Regions from separate parts of the Sus scrofa genome. Here regions 1 and 2 are each linked to region 3. The links are chromatin contacts, called in public Hi-C and HiChIP or PLAC-seq maps. All regions are on one chromosome and are shown on one strand. The core of a region is the stretch at or near the end of the contact, and the rest is flanking DNA. Distances in the headings are between cores, read along the strand shown. Region 1 holds the start of MRI1 (methylthioribose-1-phosphate isomerase). Region 2 has its middle 8.6 kb from the start of MIR23A. Region 3 holds the start of DNAJB1 (DnaJ heat shock protein family (Hsp40) member B1).

Region 1 (4,730 bases), core at 1,705-4,204, 590 kb after region 3:
ATAGACCAGTTCGAAGGCCGTCAGCCGGGCTCCCTGGTTGTAGGGCCGGGTCTCTGTGCAGAAGGCATGCTCCAGACGGCCTAGGCTGTGCAGTGAGCGGATAACACCTGGGGGTCCCACCCACCAGGAGGTCAGAATGAGATGCCAAGGGATGGTGGGCAGGGTGGTCATTGTTAGGAGCTTGGTTCTCCAAAGGCTGGCCCATCAGTCCCACCCCTGGGTCCTTGCAGTGGCTGGTACAGTTCACACTGCCTGGTACACGTGTGCTCAGAGAACACCTTCTCCATGAGGTCTTCCCGGATTCCTCCATCTCATGTAGTGACCCCTACACCGCCAACCCCTGCTTTCTCTTTAGCACTTACCACCTCTGAAAACATCATACATACAAATTGAGTTACTGATTGTTTTTTCAATTTTGCATTTTTTCATTGTAAAGTGACCCAGTCATACATATACATATATATATATGCTTTTTCTCATATCTCCCTCATGTTCTATCTCAAGAGATTAGGCACAGTTCCCTGCGCTGTACAGTTGGATATCACTGCCCATCCATACATATTTACTGACCTGCTTGTTGTGCCTGTTCTTCCTACTTTACTGCTCCTGACAGCAGAAATTTTATCTACTTAGATAGACCTGTGTTTGGCACATAGTAGGTGACTGATAAATGTTTGAGTGAATGCAGGAATACATGCATGAGTGAATGATGGTGCACACAGTAAGTGCTTAATAAATGTTGTGTGACTGAAGGAATGGATCTGTGCATGAATGATGGGGTACACAGTAGATGAGCCTTCCTTAAGCAGAAATATTTGTTGAATGAATGAACGAATGTCTTGCCATCAGGGCCTCAGTCCCCAGGCACAAGAGAGGGATGTAGGCAGGTAGGGAAACCTGTAGAATTTAGGATCAAGTGGTATCTGCCGCCTTGAACTCTAGGACCCATTCCCCCAGTCCTGGTCACAGCTACCCTAATCTTTCTTTAGGGTGCTATGCCCTTCCCCTTAGTCCTCTTGGACATACCACCCACTTTCTAGGCACATGGCTCTGGTTAGGCCTATGGAGTGATTGATCCTGGATGGGCAAATGACTCCATCAGGGCCCTTGAGATACAAGGAGACTTTTCTGATACTGTGAGAATAGAAACCCTTGCCCCTTTTCCTCATGATCTGAATCCTGGCCTGCCAGCGGAGTGAGGATGATGCCACCATGGAGGAGGGCAGACCTTAGGGACAGATGGATCCTGATGCTATTATTTGAGCCCCTGGATCCAGCTATACCTGAAGCCAACCCCCTGACAATTTCTGTACAAGAACTAATAAATTCACATTTCTAGGGGTATATAAAGTGGTTTGGGTTTCTTTCTTTTACACCCCAAAAGTGCCCTCCCCCATCCCTGTGGATGCCCACTCACCTAGGGCTGTGCCATAGCCAGCAGTGGCCAGTGCACCGGTGTTGCAGTGGGTCAGCACGATCACCTTGCCACCCTGAGGCGCAGCCCGCTCTAGGAGGTGGCGGGCTCCCAGGTCCCCAATGCTCCGATTGTCGCTGAGGTCTTTTTCCAACATGTCCTCGGCCCAGCTGATCACTCTGGGACCGACAAGGGGCTCTCAGCATCAGGCTTCAGGGCCCACACCAGTCTTACCTCCCTGCCCAACACTGCTCTAAGGGAGCTCTCCTGCTGAAAGCCTCTCACAGCCGTGGGGCTGAACCCTTTTGTCAGCCACCCAACTGTCACTCCATTTGCTCTCATGACACATGTTTACAAAGTACCTTCTGTGTGTCAGGTGTCGAGGGACACAGTAGTGAACAAGACAAAAATCTCTGCTCCTGTGGAGCTGACACAGGGGTGGGGGAGGCAGACATTGAGCAGACAATAAAGCAAGCACAGGAAAAGGCAGCAGAATCAGGAGACAGAGAGCAGGAGGGTAAGAGCTGTATTATGTGGGGGTGGGGAAGGCAGAAACCTGAAACCTCAAGGAGAGATTAGCTAGGGGGACAGCTGGCTTGCAGGAACAGTGTCTGTGAAAAGGCCCTGAGTTAGGAGCCAGCCTGGAGGGGATTAAGGAACTTGGAGAGTATCTGTGTAGCAGATGCGGAGGGAAAGAGTGGGAAGAGGGCAAGGAGAGGACCAGGGCTGGAAGTAAAATTCCTCAAAAGCAAAAACCAGGAAAACGAAGTGGCGCTTGAAAGGGCCACTAAGAGCAGTTAGGGCTGGGCCAGTTCAGGGAAAGCAGACAAGGACCTTGGAGCCAGGCTGCCAGGTGTTGAGTTCCAGCCCTGCTTGTGTGACTTTGGACTAAGAAATCTGCCGCCTCAACTTCTCCAACTGTAAAACGGGTCGCTGGGGAGGGAAGGAAAAAAAAAAAAAATAGCCCACAGTCAGTGCAATGCCTGGCACACAGGGCCCCTCTACCTCTCCCGGACCGCCTCCTCGGTGGCACCCTCCCGCTCCGCCTCCTGGGCTGCAACATCGGTCAGGTCACGGGCGGCACGGGCCATGTTGACGGCGGTGGGCCGGGCGGTGACAAGAAAGCTCAGCGCGTCGCGCACGAAGGCTACGAGCGAGGAGAGTCCGGGTCCCCCAGCGCCCGCCTGTAGCTCCACGGCGAGGCTGAGACAGCCCACGAGCGCAATCGCTGGGGCGCCGCGCACCTGGTGGTATGAATGGGGGGTGTCAGGGACCGCAGGCAGGCCCCCCCCAATCGGATCCCCGCCGCGCGGCCCCACCTTCATAGCGCGGATGGCCTCCCAGGCCTGGCGAACCGAGCCCACCGCCTCATAGCGGCTCTGCTGGGGCAACAGCAGTTGGTCAAGGATCTGTAGTGAGCCCCGCGAGTAGCGGATCGCCTCCAAAGTCATGGCGAAGCTGCCGCGCTCACAGTAGCTCGGGGGATCTGGAAGCCTGGGCGCACCAGGGGCGGGACCGGAACACGCGGTGGGGGCGAGGCCTCTCCGGAAGAAGGCGCGTGCGCGCATCAATCCCGTAGGTTCCCGGGACCCGCCCTCCACATGGGGGATCCTACTCCACCTTACCCGCCAAGCCCGGGTAGTTAACTGCCCCCTTGGAATCCCAAAGGTCCCGCTACTTATGGGACAACTATTACATGCCAGGTTCTGTGTTAGTGTTTGGCTATACCAAGACCTCCAAGTCCCAGGTAGGCACCGTTAGGCGCCTGACTCCTCCAGCCAGGCTCAACCTAGAGCAAGATCCTAACTCGGGGTTACAAGATCGAATGGACTCTTACTGCTGCCCTCAGACCTTCCCATACCTGCGGGCTTGGGGCAGCTATCACCTCTGGAAAGACAGGGCGCATTACTAGTTCAACTGGAACTTCAGCCCCAAGAAGGCTGTGTGTCTGGTTTGTTCACCGCTGTAGCTCCGGTAATGCCTGGAGCACTGCAAGTGCTCTATCAATACTTGTGAAACGATCCTCCTCGGGGTGTAGGGGGAGGTGGTGAGCCACGACTCTTCTGGTGGATGCTCAGCTGTTTCCCAGCTGTTTTCTGTTTTTTCGGTCTTTTCTAGGGCCGCACCCACGGCATATGGAGGTTTACAAGCTACGGGTCTAATCGGAGCTGTAGCCGATGGCCTACACCACAGCCACAGCAATGCAGGATCCAAGCTGCATCTGTGACCTACACCACAGCTTACAGCAATACCAGATCCTTAACCCACTGAGCGAGGCCAGGGATCAAACCCTCAACCTCATGATTCCTAGTCAGATTTGTTAACCACTGAGCCACGACGGGATCTCCCCTATTTTCATTCTTGAGACTCAAGCTGTGCCACCTCTCCAGGAAGTCTGCCTAGATTGCCAGCCGACCTTGGCTACCACCTTGAAACCCTCATCAAGTGGGGGTGGGGACTGTGTCTATGGTCACAGCATCAGCCCTGGCTGATTAGATGTTGGGTGAGCTTGGTTGGGTGGGGAGTGGGGGGCACAGTCCCTGGGCCCATCTAGTAACCTGAGGCAGGGGCAAAGAAGCAGGGTTTTAATGCTGGGAGGTCGGGGGTCCCACAAGGCACAAACACCCTCTCCAGGACCAAATAAATAGACAACAGCATCACTTCGAGGTGAGGTCTGGGGAGGGGGCGGTGACTGAGCTCTCTGTGGGCTGGTGGGCCAGCGGGCCTGCAGCCAGTGAGGCACCTCCTCTGTGTCTTGGCCTCTGGGGCGGGCTGGGTCCAGTCCTGGGAATCACTCACTCTCAGAACCGGAGTAGTCAGCTACGAGGGAGGAGCTGAGGCCACAGGGCTGTGCTTTGTCCTGGGGGTTGGCTGCTTCCTGGGAAGTGCCTGGTGGGGTCTGGGGCCTGTCCCCACAGCTCCCCTCCTGCCCCGGTGGCCCACTGTTTTTGGGGAGCTCAGTCGTCTCCTGAGAGCAGTCTTGGGGGGATGTGGGCCTGTCCTGGGCCATCCCCGCTGGCACCCGTGGCTCCCCAGACTTGAGGGTCTCAGCCATGTGCTGGGGGCTTTCTGGAACCTCCCGGGACCGCCGCCGCACAATGCCCAGGTGCCCCACGGTGATGGGGGAGCTGGCGGCAGGAACAGATCTGCGGTTCTGGGCCAGCTTCTTCAGGACACTGCTGGCTTTGCTGGTGCTGCTGGTGCTGGTGGAAGTGGAGGGGAACCAGGAGCGGCTGATGATCTCGGTCCGTTTGAGTTTCTGCTTGTCCTCATATGCTGGGGGGAGAGGGAGGGGGAGGAAGGAGGTCCAGAGCCG
Region 2 (4,514 bases), core at 991-3,490, 540 kb after region 3:
GCTCAGCGGGTTAAGGGCCTGGCATTGCCTCAAGCTGTGGTGTAGGTCACAAACTCAGCTTGGATCTGGCTTTGCTGTGGCTATGGTGTAGGCCTCAGCTGCAGCTCTAATTAGATCCCTAGCCTGGGAACCTCCATATGCTGCAGGTGCAAGCCTAAAAAGGAAAAAAAAAAAAAGTTGGAGGATCATGGTGGGAGGTGAGAGAAGCTTCTTAGAGGAGGTGATGGCCTATGACCTGAAGGATCTCATCAGAAAGGCTGCTTGGAGAGAAGGTGCGAACTTGAACAGCAGGGCCTTGTGGGTGACAAGGAAGCTCATGGAGGAACTTTACTCCGTGGATGGTGGAAGGGAGATGTGATTGGATTTAATGGATTTCCATCTGGAGAATGGATGGAAAGAGTAAGGCCGGAAGCTAGGCGATCAGGGAGACCAGACTGTTGGAGTGTTTTCAGGCTAGAAATGATGGTGGTTCAGAAATACAGTTAGTTGCCAGATTTAGCAAATAAAAATACAGGAGACCCAGTTAAATTTGATTTTCAGATCTAGAGCAAGTTAAAAAAATTTTCTTTTCCTTTAGTAAAATTATGTCCCAAATATTGCTTGGGACATACTGATACTAAATGATTCATTGTTTATCTGAAAATCAAATTTAACTGAGTGTTCTGTATTTTTTTTTTTTTCTTGCTTTTTAGGGCCGCACCCGCTGTATATGGAGGTTCCCAGGCTAGGAGTCTAATTGGAGCTACAGCTGCCAGCCACAGCCACAGCAACACAGGATCCGAGCTGTGTCTGTGACTCACACCACAGCTCACCACAACGCACGTGGGATCCACGGAGCTGAGTGAGGCCAAGGATCAAACCTTCAACCTCATGGTTCCTAGTCCTATTCATTTCAGCTGGCCATGAGGGCTACTCGGAATGTTCTGTATTTTTAACTGGCAGTACTTGAGGGTCTCCAGGATGTGTGTGTGGGGGGGGGGCTTGGGATGGGAAAATGATAATAGATAAAATGATGGAGCAAACATACTTTGAAGTGGCTACTACTATTATCTCTATTCTACAGATAGGTAAACTGAGACCCAGAGAGGGTTTTTTTGGTTTTGCTTTGTTTTGGTGTCTTGTTTATAGTTAGTGAGTGACAAACCCCCATTGGAACCTAGGCATGTTGGTTACAGTTCACTAGACATTAGAGCTGGCACCCCACTCCCTCCACGGCGGAACTTGGACGCCAGGGTTCCCTTGGTTTCTGGTGGCCCAGGTAAAGCCCTTCCTAATGCAGTAGATTCCCCAGCATCCCCCCTTGCAGCCTGGGATCTGTACCACCCCACTTGCGCCCCTCCTCCCAGGACACCGAGGCAGTGGGCGGGACGGGAGTCTGCCTGGGGGGGGGGCGGCGGCGGGAGGGGGTGCTCCTCTCCCAGGAGGCGGCTCGACCTCTCCCTCCTCCAAGCCGGGAGGATCCGCCGTCTGCTCCCGCCGGCAGGGGGAGGGGGAGGGTTATTTTTACCTCCCTCCAGGCAGCCGGGGCGACAGGAAGTGAGTGCGCGGCCCGCCAGATGTGGGGAGCCAGGCAGCTGGGAGCAGCCACAGCTGGACTGGCGGCCGGCCGGGGGCGGGGCGGGGGAGGCAGGGTGTGCAGAAGGAGGATCCCAGGCCTCAGGTCCCCCCTTTGTTCTCCGCCAACCCAGCCTCCCTTCTGAGGTCCCCCTCACCCCCATGGCTCCCCCAATCTCGGCGGTGGCCTCGCTGTCCCCCATCTGCGCACCAGGTCCCCTGTTGCTCACGAGCTCTCGGGGCCGGGCGTGGAGGGGACCAAGTTCCTCGCCCTGGGGACCCCCGGGTCCCAGCAGACTGAGGGGTGGGAGGGGGAGACTGCCCCTCGCCGGCCCCGCCTGCCACCGCCATTGTTTACCCGTCGGCTGCCTCCTAGGAAACTTAACCCGCCCGCGGTAATTTTATTTGGGAACTTCGGCCAGTTGCCATAGCAACCCCCAGTGACGTCAGAGGGGCTGGGGCCCGAAATCCCCGAGAAAAGGGGGAGATGGGATTGGGGGGAGACCCCCAGGAGGGCCCCTCCTTAACCCTGCGCCTGCCGGGTCCCGATCAGAGGGGAGAGGGCAGCCAGATGTGACACCTCTTGGGCGCCCCCATTCTGGCCCAGTGCCAAGTGAGGGTGGCCGGCCAGGCTCTGATGTCATCCGGTTCTGGGTGGGTGGTGAGTCAGTCCCCAGGTGGGGGCTGGGCCAGGCCTGGGGGCTATTCCTATCTGACTCACCCCACCAGTGCCCAGGAGCAACACCTGGACAGACCCTGCCCTGGGGATTTCAGGCACCTGACTGGGGGTCCCCACTGATCCCCTAGAACCTCTAGGTCCTTCTGAACGGTAGGTGGGTAGGCAAGGGCTTTCCTGGTGCTCCCAGCCCCAGTTTGGGGCAGTGAAATGAAAGAGTTAGTGGCAGTGAACTGGGGCTACCGCATAATGTCCTTTGCGGGATGTGGGGAGTGGCTGGTGCCCTCCCGAGGAGGCAGGTGGTGGGATCTCTGCTCAGTCCATAACACAGCATGTCACCAGGGTGATGGGAGGCAGGGGCCCTGACTGGCAAGGAAGAGCACAGCGCCAGCCGGGGGCTGGGCTGGGAGGAGCCACCCTAACCACAGTGACGTGGGACTTCCTCGGCAGGGCCTGTTTGATGTCTCTGTGTGCAGTGTTGCCATGGGGCCCGGCGGGCGCCCGGCCTATGAGCCCTGGTGACCTACAGGGCAACTGGGTCTGTCAGGGTCCCTTAACCTAGCTTCCCCACCCCAGGTCTGTGTGGTGATAAACCTGCTGTACCCACATGTACATGCTTATCCAGCCTCTACTCGGCCTCAGGCCCTGGGCCAGGACATTGCACATCTCATCTCAGAATCTCGTAATAGCTACACAAGGCACATTTTCAGGTCCATTTTACAGAGAAAGAAACCGAAGCTCAGAGGGGTGTGACCATTTAGCCAAAGACATCCAGCAAGAAGTTGGGGAGCAAAAATTTGAAACTCGGTTCTTCCATGCTGCTCCTTCCCCCCTCCATCGTATTGGTCTCCTTGATGCTTCTCAGATATTCCAGAAATGTCCTGCCTCAGGGCCTTTGCACTGGCCGTTCCCTCTCCACCTGGAACTCCTTCCTCCAGAAGAAGATGTGGCTTGGTTTCTCCTTCATCTCCTATAAGTCTATGTTCAAATGTCACCCCTTCCTCAGGGTAGCCTTTCTTGACCTGGCCCCTACCCCATTACCCCTCATCTCCTTGGCCTCTTTCTATTCTATTCCCACAACACGTACCACTCAACAAGCTCTATAGGCTATATATCTTTATAGCTGTTTACTGTGTGTATTTCCCCCATTGATGTGGGCCCCATGAGGGCTTTTTTTTTTCTGGCTTGTTCTCTGCTGCATCTCCAGTGTCCAGAACAGCACCTGGCACACAGCAGGCACTCGATGAACATTTGAAGAATGAACAAATGGGTGTGTGTGTGTGTGTGTGTGTGTGTGTGTGTGTATGGCCTGTGCCACTTGACCGCTTGGCCTGGCTTCACCCTGGCCCTGTCTTCTCACCCCTCCCCGCCATTACAAAGAATCAGTTGGCCAGTTTGGAGAGCTCTGATCCCTCTTGGCTGCTGTCCCTGGGTATATTGGCCAGCTCAGGACCAGGGTGTGTGGGGGCAAATTTTGGGGATCCAGATGGAGGGCCAAGAGCACCAGGAGGACCCTCCAGGCTTGGGCTGAGGAATGCTAAGTGAACTGAGGTGGTCCAAGCTACATGCAGGGAAATAGCAGAATGGCTTACAGGGGTGGGCTCAGGGCGCGAGGCACAGGTATCCCTGGAGGTCAGCTTGGAGGAGGCACTTTCCTCTAAACATATGCCTGATTGGACTAATAACAAGAGGAGGGTGATTCCAGATAGGAGACTTTGTCCTGGGATATGAAGGGGGTTTTCTAGAGGGGTGATGCGGAAGGGGTGTCCCATTGTAATTTGGTCACTTTATACTTCTGGAATGATGTGTGTGTGTGTCGACATAGGAAGACCCTGGACTCTGGGAACTTCATTCCCCTGTTTGTAGCTGCTCAGAAGGACTTGTGGCGAGTGCCCCACCCCCTCTGAGCCCCGCCCTGAGTCGGGGAATTCTGTGCCACCCCAAATCTTCCCCTGGGGCCCCACAGGCAGCTCTGCCCCCTCCTGCCCCAACCTGCCAGATCCTGCTGCCTGGGCCAGCCTGCCCCTTGGGCCCCACAGAGAAGAAAGACCCAAGAGCCCCCAGGGCTGGGCCCCATGGGATAGTAGCTAGGTGCGGCTTCCGCCCCCCTCCAATCCCACTAAGATCCAAAGTGGGGGCCTATTGAGCTGAACTGAGGAAACGGGGGACTCTGGAGGAATTCTGGAGTGCCCGGTGACCTGGAGACATCTAAGCAGCCCTCCAGTCTTCTACCTGGGCCTGCTGTGAGTACCCTCTCCCCCCAGCCTTATTCTTACTGCCTGAG
Region 3 (4,269 bases), core at 457-2,956:
GCACGTAGGTGACAGATATGGCACGGATCTGGTGTTGCTGCGGCTGTGTCAAGGCCTGCGGCTGCAGCTCCAATTCAAGCCCTAGCCTGGGAACTTCTATATGCCGCAGCTGTGGCCCTTAAAAAAAAAAAAAGCCAGAACTAGAAAGTTCCCATGTGGCACAGAAGTTAAGGATCCCAAGTTGCTGTAGCGCAGCACTGGTGGCAACGGGAGTGCAGTGTTTTTATGCTTTTTTTTTTTTTTTATCTTTTTAGGGCCACACCCTCGGCATATGGAGGTTCCCAGGCTAGGGGTCCAGTTGGAGCTACAGCTGCTGGCATGCACCACAGCTACAGCAACATCAGATCCAAGCCACCTCTGCAACCTACACCAAAGCTCACTGCAATGCCAAATCCTTAACTCATTAAGCAAGGCCAGGGATGGAATCCGCAACCTCATGGTTCCTAGTTACACGATGGGAACTCGTGGAGTGCAGGTTCAGTCCTTGGCCAGGGAACTTCTATATGCCGCCTGTGGCCAAACAAATAAAAAAACATAGCCGGGAATATTTAGGAAGAGTCAGACTGTTCTGACACTGAGACTCAGCACTGACAGAGGTCAGGCCCTGCTCTGATAGTGATCAAAGGCTGGGGGGGGGGTGACATTTAGCATGAAAACCAAGGAACAAGATAATTCCAAATTTCAGTGGGAGGTATTCTTGAGAAAATGGTAATAAAGCAAAAGGCTTGAGGGGTTAGACTGAGGAGACCTCTCCAGGGAGGTAAGCTTTGGTCCAGGGTCCTTGGCTCGCTTTACAGGGTCGGTATGGGTGAGGAGAGGGACAGTTCTGGGGCTCCCAACACTGAGGGTGAGTGGGGTTTTTTTTTTTGTTTTTGGTTTTTTTTTTTGCTTTTTGGGGCCCCACCCGCGGCACATGGCTCCACCCGATCAAATCCACAACCTCATGTCTCCCAGTCGGATGCGATTCCGCTGCGCCACGACCGGTAGGGGGGTATTTTTATTCCCGGATGGAAGCAGGTATCTGGGACAAGGAGCGATTAGGCAACTAGCCTTGAATCACCTGGCGTAAACTGATTCTCCCGCCCAGCGAGATGGGGGAAGGAAGCACCTCCTAGGGGAAGGGCGGGGCCTTTCGCAGCCCGGGGCCTTTCGCAGCCCCGCCCTACTCGAAGCACCGCATTTTTTTTTTTTTTTTTTTTTTTTTTTGTCTCCTCTAGGGCCGCACTGAGACATATGGAGATTTCCAGGCTAGGGGGTCCAATCGGAGCTGTAGCCGCCAGCCTGCGCCAGAGCCACAGCAACGCGGGATCCGAACCACGTCTGCGACCTACACCACAGCTCACGGAATCCCTGGATCCTTAACCCACTGAGCGAGGACAGGGATCCTAGTCAGATTCGTTAACCACTGAGCCAAGACTGGAACATCGAAGCACCCGCACTTTAACCTGTTGACCCAGGCAGGGGCGGAGTACGCGGCAGGCCCGGTCCCCGGAAGCACTGAAGCAAGGTCGCTATTGGTTCCCTCAGAGAGTGGGCGGGGCCTCAGACGCCCAGTGCCCGCGCTGCGGCGAAGCGTTGCCTAGGGCGGAGCGGGAAGGGGTGTGGCCACGCGCGGGCAGCCGTTGGCGGCGCGTCCCCGCCCCGGATGTCGCGCGTCGCAACCTGGGCAGCGACGATTGGTCGGAGCCGCGTGGGGGGCGGGGCGGAAGGTTCTGGAGGGGGCTGGCGGGCTCTGGAAGCTTCCGCCGGACGGGTATATAGAGTCCGGGACGGGGCGGTGGCGGAGCCGGGGTACGGCGACAGCTGGGCGGCAGGCCGCAGGCGGGGGCAATGGGCAAAGACTATTATCAGACGCTGGGCCTGGCCCGCGGTGCCTCGGACGAGGAGATCAAGAGAGCCTACCGCCGTCAAGCGCTGCGTTACCACCCGGACAAGAACAAGGAGCCCGGCGCCGAGGAGAAGTTCAAGGAGATCGCCGAGGCCTACGACGTGCTCAGCGACCCGCGCAAGCGCGAGATCTTCGACCGCTACGGGGAGGAAGGTGTGTGCGCGCGCGCAACTGGGGGTGCGCCACCGCTGTTTGACAGGCGGAGAGATCGAGGCACTGCGGTACCCCGGCGGCGTCCCCGGGGTAGCGCTAAGGGACCGGGGGACGAGCAGCCCCCGCCTTTTGGCCAAACAGGCCTCCGCCCTCGATTGGCGGCCTCCCGATGGGAGGAGGAGTCCTGGCCGCGCTGCTCGCCCAGAAGCTTCTAGTATGTCTGGGGCCGCCCGTCTCCGCCCACGTCCGCGATCCGTCGGTGGGGGAGAGGGTGCAGAAGGAGAGGGGGTAGAGTGCGCAGCCTTGATGATGGCGCTGCGGCCCCTCGGGCGCTGGGCTCACCTGGGCGAGGTGAGAGCCTCTGCCAGCCCAGGGTGCAGGGCGAGGCCTCTGGCTGAGCGCCGGGCGCAGGCTGCTTGCAGTGAGCTTGCAAATGAGAGTGCCAATTAGCGCCCAGCGACCTCCCGGGCGTCTTTGAGGGTGGAGTGAGGTAATCCCTGTAAAATGCTTACCTAGCCCCGTGCCAGACACGTAGTCGGTGGTCAAGGTGCAAGGAGCAGTAGGGCCCGCCTCTGCCCGGCCTCACCAGGATAGCTCTCTTGGGGAGGCGGGGGAGCGGGAGGAGAAGCTTTCTTGTTGTCCAGCTGCCTGTTGATGACTCAGATTGGTTTCTCGGTTTGGTCTTAAGAAAGAAATGACTTTTTATATATAAGAATGGTGGCACTTAGTGTCAGAGCGTGAGAATTTGAAATCTCCGATTGCTGTTTCACCTTCATTTCTACTCTCCCTACAGTCTCTAGCTCTAAAGTATTTCAGAGTAAACATTTGGTGAAAACTGACCCTGGATCACACCTTTTTCATTGGCTGTCTTGAGTTCTTTGTACTCCTTGTAACATTGTAGGAAAGATGGGTCACTCAAATGTGAAGACCTAGGTGGTGGCCCCAAGAGATGGCCATCTTAGAGCTCGAGCCCGTCTCCACTGTCAGGCCACAGTGAACTAACTACCTGTGGGTGATGGTGGTTCTGTTTTTGAGACTGCAAGTGGGAAGAAAAAGCTTGGAGTTCCTCCTTGCTCTTTCCTGACAGCCAAAAAAAGAAAAAAAAATTCTTCCTTGATGGCTCTCAACTCTTTTTTTCCCCTCAAGGAAAGCTCCTAGAGAGAAAAGGTCCTGGCCAGCCATCTGATTTCTTTTGCTTTTGCATTTCAGGCCTGAAGGGTGGTGGCCCAAGTGGTGGGAGCAGCGGTGCTAACGGGACCTCTTTCAGCTACACATTCCATGGAGACCCTCATGCCATGTTTGCTGAGTTCTTCGGTGGCCGAAATCCCTTTGACACCTTCTTTGGGCAGCGCAACGGGGAGGAAGGCATGGACATTGATGACCCGTTTTCTGGCTTCCCCATGGGCATGGGTGGCTTCACCACTGCAAACTTTGGCCGCTCCCGCCCTGCACAAGAACCCACCCGAAAGAAGCAAGATCCCCCCGTCACCCATGACCTTAGGGTTTCACTTGAAGAGATCTATAGCGGCTGTACCAAGAAAATGAAAATCTCTCATAAGCGGCTGAACCCCGATGGAAAGAGCATTCGCAACGAAGACAAAATCTTGACCATCGAAGTGAAGCGGGGGTGGAAAGAAGGGACCAAAATCACCTTCCCCAAGGAAGGAGACCAGACCTCCAACAACATTCCAGCCGACATTGTCTTTGTTTTAAAGGACAAGCCACACAATATTTTTAAGAGAGATGGCTCTGATGTCATTTACCCAGCCAGGATTACCCTTCGGGAGGTAAGGCACTAGGCAGGGCAGTGTCTGTGGAGGGAGAAGGCTGCCTTTGGAAGCAGTTCTGTATTTTGCTTAACAGATATTTCTGAGCACTTGGTGTATGCCAGGCTTGGGGCGTGCAGTAACAGTAAGACTCTCCAAGGCTCTGTTTTTCCAGAGCTTCTGTGCTGTACCTGGGTAGATTGGGGCAGGGTCAGCTGCAAAGGCCTGATGGCATTTATCCTCCACTAAATAGCCTCTGGGCAGGATGTGAGCTTTCTAAGCTTCTTGCAATCTAATGCTGTCCCTTTGCTTTCCAAGGCTTTGTGTGGCTGTACAGTGAACGTCCCCACTCTGGACGGCAGGACCATACCCGTTGTGTTCAAAGATGTCATCAGGCCTGGCATGCGGCGAAAAGTTCCTGGAGAAGGCCTCCCTCTTCCCAAAACACCTGAGAAACGCGGG

The links. Hi-C and Micro-C count contacts between places; a contact is called where the count stands out from the background. HiChIP or PLAC-seq counts read pairs in DNA pulled down with a chosen protein or histone mark.
Region 1: an H3K27ac HiChIP or PLAC-seq map of alveolar macrophages shows a contact between it and region 3. The contact joins the promoter of MRI1 here to the promoter of DNAJB1 in region 3. A contact is called at or near these places in 1 of 47 Hi-C or Micro-C datasets (liver) and 1 of 2 datasets of contacts at active chromatin or transcription factors (alveolar macrophages).
Region 2: a Hi-C map of skeletal muscle shows a contact between it and region 3, with 2.8 times the contacts expected there. The contact joins the enhancer-like site here to the promoter of DNAJB1 in region 3. A contact is called at or near these places in 2 of 47 Hi-C or Micro-C datasets (psoas muscle and skeletal muscle) and 2 of 2 datasets of contacts at active chromatin or transcription factors (alveolar macrophages and skeletal muscle).

The regions. Positions count from the first base shown.
Region 1 is chr2:65,351,938-65,356,667 of Sscrofa11.1, forward strand. It overlaps MRI1 (methylthioribose-1-phosphate isomerase), which reads right to left and starts at 2,955. Exons shown (of 6, transcript XM_003123346.4): 1 at 2,734-2,955; 2 at 2,420-2,658; 3 at 1,418-1,593; 4 at 1-107. The coding sequence starts at 2,865. It overlaps CCDC130 (coiled-coil domain-containing protein 130), which reads right to left. Exons shown (of 10, transcript XM_003123345.4): 10 at 3,984-4,690. The coding sequence ends at 4,206. All of the region lies in intron 1 of LOC110259336 (a long non-coding RNA gene), which reads left to right.
Region 2 is chr2:65,297,246-65,301,759 of Sscrofa11.1, forward strand. No RefSeq gene overlaps it. Among named protein-coding and RNA genes, the nearest start is that of MIR23A, 8.6 kb to the right of the region's middle. Within about 2 kb of position 2,241, at least 66 of the 83 cell types and tissues checked have an H3K27ac peak or open chromatin away from gene starts, as enhancers often do. A contact at or near this core is called in alveolar macrophages and skeletal muscle, where this site is marked.
Region 3 is chr2:64,759,966-64,764,234 of Sscrofa11.1, forward strand. It overlaps DNAJB1 (DnaJ heat shock protein family (Hsp40) member B1), which reads left to right and starts at 1,707. Exons shown (of 3, transcript NM_001244430.1): 1 at 1,707-2,041; 2 at 3,251-3,828; 3 at 4,126-4,269. The coding sequence starts at 1,831.